2 separate regions of the Mus musculus genome follow, and region 1 is linked to region 2. Evidence: chromatin contacts called from public Hi-C data. All regions are on one chromosome and are shown on one strand. Each heading gives the region's core, a stretch centred on a gene start, on an enhancer-like site or on the middle of the called end of the contact. The rest is flanking DNA. Distances are from core to core; before and after follow the strand shown.

Region 1 (3,267 bases), core at 191-2,690, 660 kb before region 2:
GGAAGTGTCACGTCAGTGCACACCCCAGGGCTGCATTTAAACGTGGACAGGCTCAGATGATACATATTGCATGCCTGTTGAGGGCAGCAGATTCCTTGTGGTCGTTCATTCACATTAACCAATACTCGAATGCACCATTGCAATCCAGAAGTTCTCCTGAAAATAGTTAGAAACTCCTTGTTTGGGGCCAGAAAGAAGCTCTGATAAGCAAGTGCAGGGCTCCCCTGGCTGTCCTCACACCAGCATTGCTTTAGTCTCTCCTGCCCCCAGGCAGAGTGGCAGCAGCTGGCAGTGAGTGGGGCTCACCCACAGGAGTAAGGCAATTCGTAATCTGTTAACCTTGAATTCTGCAAAGCCTGCCACTCGGCAAGCTGGGGGTGGCTGGAGTCATTCTTGGCTTGGGCAGAATTCAAATTAGCTCCTGCAATCAATGTGCAATTAATGGTTGCACACCCTGGGCATCCAGGCACTGTGCCCCATGCAGTGGGAAGAGTGAAGGGTGTAGCTTCATCTTAGAGCAGAGGTGGGGTTGGGGGTGCTCACAGATGAGCAATCCTAGTTTGAGAAAGAGATGCTAAAAAGGTCTGAGTTTCGTCAACTCCTTGGCCCAGATATTCCTAATAGTGTCAGCATTTACTGAGTGCCTACTGTGTGCCAGATGCCTTCCCCACCTCTGGCTCTGGAACACATTCTTTCCTTTTTATAGATACAGAAATCGAGGGTCAGAGAGAGCAAGTGTCTTGTTCAAAGTCACACAGCTGGTCGAGTCCTGGATTTAACTGACTGCAAAGTCAGGATGGTTAACCAACCCTGCCCGGCCAGTCTTAAGCATTCAGCATTCGCAGACCTGCAGGACACCACCTTTTGGCGACCACGACTTGCTGTTCTTTTTGTGGCCTCTTGAGTCATGTTCTGGGTCTCTGGTGTGGATAGCCTGGGTGGAGAAGCCCTGTTTGTCACATCCTATGCTCGCTTCCTTGTGCAGGCTGCCTCTTTGCAAGCTCTCTGCCCTCCTGTGTGGTGACAGAGAGCCTGTGGATAGGAATTGGTCTCAGATAGCAAGGGTGAGCAGGGACAAGCCTTTCAAACGCTGAGGCTCTGCATCCCCATCCCTTCCTAAGCTCCAGATGGGTCTTGCAGCCTTTGCAGAGGCCCCTGACAGTCTAAAGACCCACAGAAGCTGCCTTGTCACTTATCTGGCAGGGCTGTGTGGGTCTGGGTGAGAGGTCTTCTCCTGCCTTGAGTGAGGCTCCTTTGGGAGCGTCTTGCCTGGGATCTCTCACTTGTCCCTCTCCACTCCCGCGCGGATCTGTCCCCCGCCCGCGCCCAGCGTGGCGCGCCCCCTCTCCGCGCGCGGGCGGGCGCTGAACAGTGTCGCCGGCCGCCTGCAGGTGTCTCCCCACGGAGGGGCGCGCGTCCCTGCGCCGTGGCCGCTGCCAGGCGCCCGCGGCTGCTCGCCGAAGCGCACTCGCGCTCCGGGCTCCGGGCGCGCTGGTCGGCTCCACTCTGCGGCCCCAGTCGCCCCGCGTCCTCGTCGCCCCGCGTCCCCGCCGTGGGCCATGGGCCTGCGCCGCGAACACCGTCGCCGACCGCAGGCACCTGAGCCCCGGGGCGGGCGCTGACGCGGGCACCGCTGCCAACTTCGCGCGGAGCTGCGGGCGGCGCGGGCGGCATGAAGACGAGCCGCCGCGGCCGAGCGCTCCTGGCCGTGGCCTTGAACCTGCTGGCGCTGCTCTTCGCCACCACCGCCTTCCTCACCACGTACTGGTGCCAGGGCACGCAACGGGTGCCCAAGCCTGGCTGCGGCCAGGGCGGCGGCGCCAACTGCCCCAACTCGGGCGCCAACGCCACGGCCAACAGCACAGCCGCCCCCGTCGCCGCGAGCCCGGCCGGCGCGCCCTACAGCTGGGAGGCGGGCGACGAGCGCTTCCAGCTGCGCCGTTTCCACACTGGCATCTGGTACTCGTGTGAGGAAGAGCTCGGTGGCCCGGGTGAGTGCTGGCGCGGGGCTCCCCGGGGACGCGCGCCCGCTGGTCCCGGACCGGGGAGGTGGCGCGTCCCGGTCCCCCGCGCGCGCACCCTGGCTGCGAGTTCCAGTGCGTGCGGTCCCTCTTCGGCCTGAAGTCATTTCCCCGTGTACCCCTCCTTGCTCCCATCCGCCCGTCTCAGCTCGGGAGGTGATAGTGGGGGCCGGGGACCTTTGCTGTAGGCAACCCTTCCCACCGCAGATCTCCGGGGCCAGGAACCCAACGGTTCTGCTACTCTCAAGCTGCGCTAAACGTCTACGATAGGGCTGGAGAAAGCAGGGGATAGAGGAGTCTGATGAGCACCCTTATGTCCTTCCACTAGCCGGGGTATCCTGGAGCCCTCCCAGGAGTGGATGCGGGAGTGGATGGTGTGGGAGGGAGGGAGAGAAGGGAGGCAGGCGGGAAAACAGGCAACTTAGGCACTGGAGCTGAGGGATCCTGGCTTAGCACAAGTCTCTTTCAGAACTGGGGAGGGGGCAGGCTTTTCAGAAAGTAGACCGACACTTCTGTCCCCTCACCCAGACATATGGGGCTGAAGTGAATACCCCCAAAAGATAGCAAGTCTGGAGCACTCAGGGGACCTCTGCCTGATAGGGGACTGTGCCATATGGTGGGTGGTACTGGCTATGGATTCAACCCACAGCTTTCGGGTAGTAAGCCACTGTTCTGGCAGGATCCCTTTGGAAGCGCCGTCTCCCCCTTTATGTAGCTGTATCTTCCTCACACTCAGCATAGTCTAAAAGCCTCCTGTCTAAAACTTCTTGCTTCCACAAGCCTGATCCTCCCACACCACAGCAGCCACGGAGCACGGTAGACATGTGCCCCCTCCAGGCTCAGGTCTCCATAGACCTTCATACACGACAGCCCAAAGAATGAGAAGGGATGACCATGGGTCCTCCTCCAACTGCAGGCAGCAGTTCCTGAGATCTGGGAGGCCCTGCCCTGGGGGACATGCCACCCTACAGTGCCTGGATGGGCCTTGTCCCTGGCAGCTTGAGGCAACCTGCCCTGCCTTTGTAGTGTGCCTGGGCTCTCATCGGAGCCTGCTGGCTGTCCCAAAAGCTGTCTGAAGGCGGCTGCCCATAAGCTCTGTAGCCATCCCTGGCTCCGTGCTTTGAGCAAGCATCCCAAGCTTTATGTCCAAGCTTGACTGCTATGTTTTTTTTTGTTTTTGTTTTTGTTTTTGTTTTTGTTTTTGTTTTTGTTTTTGTTTTTGTTTTAATGTTAACAGAAACGTGTT
Region 2 (3,127 bases), core at 563-3,062:
TTAAAGGCGGACACTGTAACCCATACTGAGGAGGAGGACCACGATTCACGCTCAGCACCTGCTGTGGATCACACATGGAATGCTCTCCACAAGCTCACGTGGTGGCCACTTGGTCTCCAATCAGTGCTGTTCTTTTGGGAGGCTCTGGAAACTTTAGAATATGGAACCTAGCTGGAGGAAATGGGTCACCAGGGGTGGGCCATTAGGCATATATTATCTCTGGCTACTTCCTTTCTTATTCTCTACTTCCTGTCAACCATGTTGGAGAACTAACTGCACTCTCCGGAGCCTGCCATAGCTACTACCTCTTGGGAAACCGGGAGGGGCGGAGAGAAAAGGGAGGGAGAAGAACAAAGAAGATGGCAGGGGATGATGGGAGCCCTGCCAGTGAGCCGAGCGCCCCCACCGTACCTTCTCTGCTATGATGGTCCAAACCCTCCGAAACTATGAGCCAAAAAAAAAAAAATCCTTTTTCCTTCAATAACCAGCTTCTGTTGGGTATTTGGTCATAGCAATGAGAAAGATGAACAATAGTCCCTCTTACCTACTGTACACTGCAGGGAACTCCAGGTATCATTGCTTCACTCTTGCAAATATATGAGCCCGTCCATGCCCCACCCCGCCCCTGCTGCAGGACCCAGCTCCTACCCATTGCTCTTGTCCTCAGTCAGCCTCAGGGACACTGAGAGACTATCCCCTTCCCTCCCTCCTTTCCACATCTTGTGTCTGTCTTTGGTTACCTTGGTCCTGGAGAAGAGCAGAGAGGATGGCAGGGGATGGTGGGAGCCCTGCCAGTTAAAGGGGTTATGCTGCAGCGGTGAGGGGGGGGGAGGCTTTGGTCTTTGGAGGTTTGTTGGGGTGACTAGAGAACTAGCTGCACCCTAAGGAGGTTGGCAAAGAGGTAAGAGAGAGAAAGCAATGGCTCTCCCTGGCAAACAGAAACCCACTTTGCTCGGTTTCAGAGGAGTGCTGGTGCAGCCGGAACTGAGCCCGGACTGCCATCCTGGGGGTCGGGACCTGACAGTTATTATGTGTGAGTGATGTCATGGGATTATTATGGTATGTTACGTGATTTTTGGAACTTCATGAATTGTCTCTTGGCTTAAAGCTAAAGAGGAGAACATCTGCTTCTTATTGTTGGAAGACTGCTGTCTCTGGGGGAGTGGGTAGGGATTCTGAGGAAAACAGCTATTCTCATGGAATTCAGAGAGGAAAGAGGAGCCAGGGTCAGCGCCTGACCACAAATGGTAGTGGGTCTCATCCATTTCCAGAGCCTGGTAGGTGGGTTGGGCGTGTGTAGTCAGCTCTGTTCTGTCCTCTCCTCCCAACCTCCTACATCTCTACCCCTTACTGAGTTCTCATTTACTCTCTGCTTCTCTGTGTGACGTGAGCAACTTATTTCACTTTCTGTGTCTTGGTTTCCCCACCTGTAAAATAGAAAACAATAATGCCATCTAATTCTGTTGTACAGAGGGTCACATGAGCTCTGCCATGTCACCTGACCTGGAGCGACAGCTTGATGGCCAGGTCTTTCTTAGCAATCATGAAATTATTAAAACAGACACAGATGCTACTAATGATAACTAGGTTCTAAGATGATTCAGTGGTCGTGAGGTCTACTAGTGAGTTATTAATCTAGTGACTGCAGTTCCCATTTCCTGTGACTCTTACAGCCAGGCAGCACTTTTCCTGGAAGGGCTTGACAGAGGGAGTGGGATGACAGGTTCAAATCTGTTACTTTCTTGCTGTGTGACTTTGGGCCAGCCCCTTAACCTCTCTATACCTCAGAAGTTGTAAAATGGGAAGTCACATGACCATGTGCTTAGCAGGAGGTTAGGTTGAAGGAAATGTTTCCTGTTACACTATTATTCTATTAGGCAGTCAGGCAAACGTCGGCCCAGCAAATTCTAAGAGGATTCAGATATGTTGGGATCTGACAGAAAGTCTGGTGAGAAAGCAGGACCAGGAATAGGAAGAGAAGAGGGAAGATATTCAGGATACGGCCCTTTAAGAGGTCCTTCTGCTCAGTAGTGACCCTATGCACCTACAGAACTGAGAGCAAGGGCCTCCTTAAACCCACAGGCTGGGCAGTGCCTTCCTTGCTTCCCAGTTCTCTCCTTGGAAAGAAGCCACACCTATCCACTCCACAGTAGTGAGATGCTGAGTGCAGACTCCATGGCAGCCACCAGCAGCATAGAGATGGACAGTACAGCAGCATAGTGTGGGAGTCTGCAAAGAGAACGAAACACTGCCAGGCTCTGGACGTTTCTCTTTAAATTAAATTTTGTATAGTAATACTAGTAAGGCCGCTGGATGTGTGAGCTTTGGGGAGGGTCTAGTTACTTGTTGCTGGAACAATATATGTTATAGATTCGACATCCAAGAGGGAGGGTCAGCTTTGAATCATGGTTTCACGGTGTTTGGTCGTTGGGCATTTTGTGCTCAGCCAGAACATCACAGTGGTGGAATGTGTGGTGGTGGCCATTCTTCATGGCACTACAGGCAGGAAGTATAGGGCAGAAGGGCCTGTGCTCACCGAGGGTCCCCACCCTACCCTGCCCCGCATTTCACCTCCTAAAATACCCAGCATTTCACCTCCTAAAATACTCAGCCTCTCCCAAGACAGCGTTACCAGGGACCAAACAAAAGCCTAGGGATCAAGGACACTCACATCAGAGCACCACAGAGGGGGGATATAGCTGGACAAGACAAAGACACAGCTATGGTTTTTTTTGCAAAAGGGCCTTCTTAGATGTCAGCAGGAATAGACTCATTGTCCTTGAAGCTTGGGTTGTAGTCCATTGAACCTGAAACAGGCCTGCAACCATGCAGAGGAACCTTGGGACTGCCTGTCATCTTCCCAAGGGCAGGTGCTGATGGACATTATAGACCGTGGTGACCTTGTTGGCAAGCACTGACCAGCAACTTGCTGAGTGCCAGGCACAGCTCTCCCTAGTTTAACACACCCACCCATAGGTCTCATCCCCCCCCCCCCCCCCCCCCCCCGTTTAACAGATAAAGACATTGAAGCACAGAGAAACTTAGCAACTTCCTCCAGGCCTCACAGCCAGTAGTGACAGAAAGAGCCTTGGATTGTAGGCAAGAAGGACAAAAGTCTCTTTTAGGT

Evidence for each region. Hi-C and Micro-C count contacts between places; a contact is called where the count stands out from the background.
Region 1: a contact with region 2 is called in a Hi-C map of B cells, with 2.0 times the contacts expected there. The contact joins the promoter of Gsg1l here to the enhancer-like site in region 2. A contact is called at or near these places in 3 of 39 promoter capture datasets (the C10 cell line, the HPC-7 cell line and pre-B cells) and 1 of 484 Hi-C or Micro-C datasets (B cells).

The regions. Positions count from the first base shown.
Region 1 is chr7:126,080,584-126,083,850 of GRCm38.p6, reverse strand. Gsg1l (GSG1-like) reads left to right here and starts at 1,440. Exons shown (of 7, transcript NM_001101488.1): 1 at 1,440-1,991. The coding sequence starts at 1,673.
Region 2 is chr7:125,421,841-125,424,967 of GRCm38.p6, reverse strand. The region is part of intron 1 of Gm30717 (a long non-coding RNA gene); the gene reads left to right. Among named protein-coding and RNA genes, the nearest start is that of Gm30717, 5.5 kb to the left of the region's middle. Within about 2 kb of position 1,812, at least 33 of the 459 cell types and tissues checked have an H3K27ac peak or open chromatin away from gene starts, as enhancers often do. A contact at or near this core is called in B cells and the HPC-7 cell line, where this site is marked.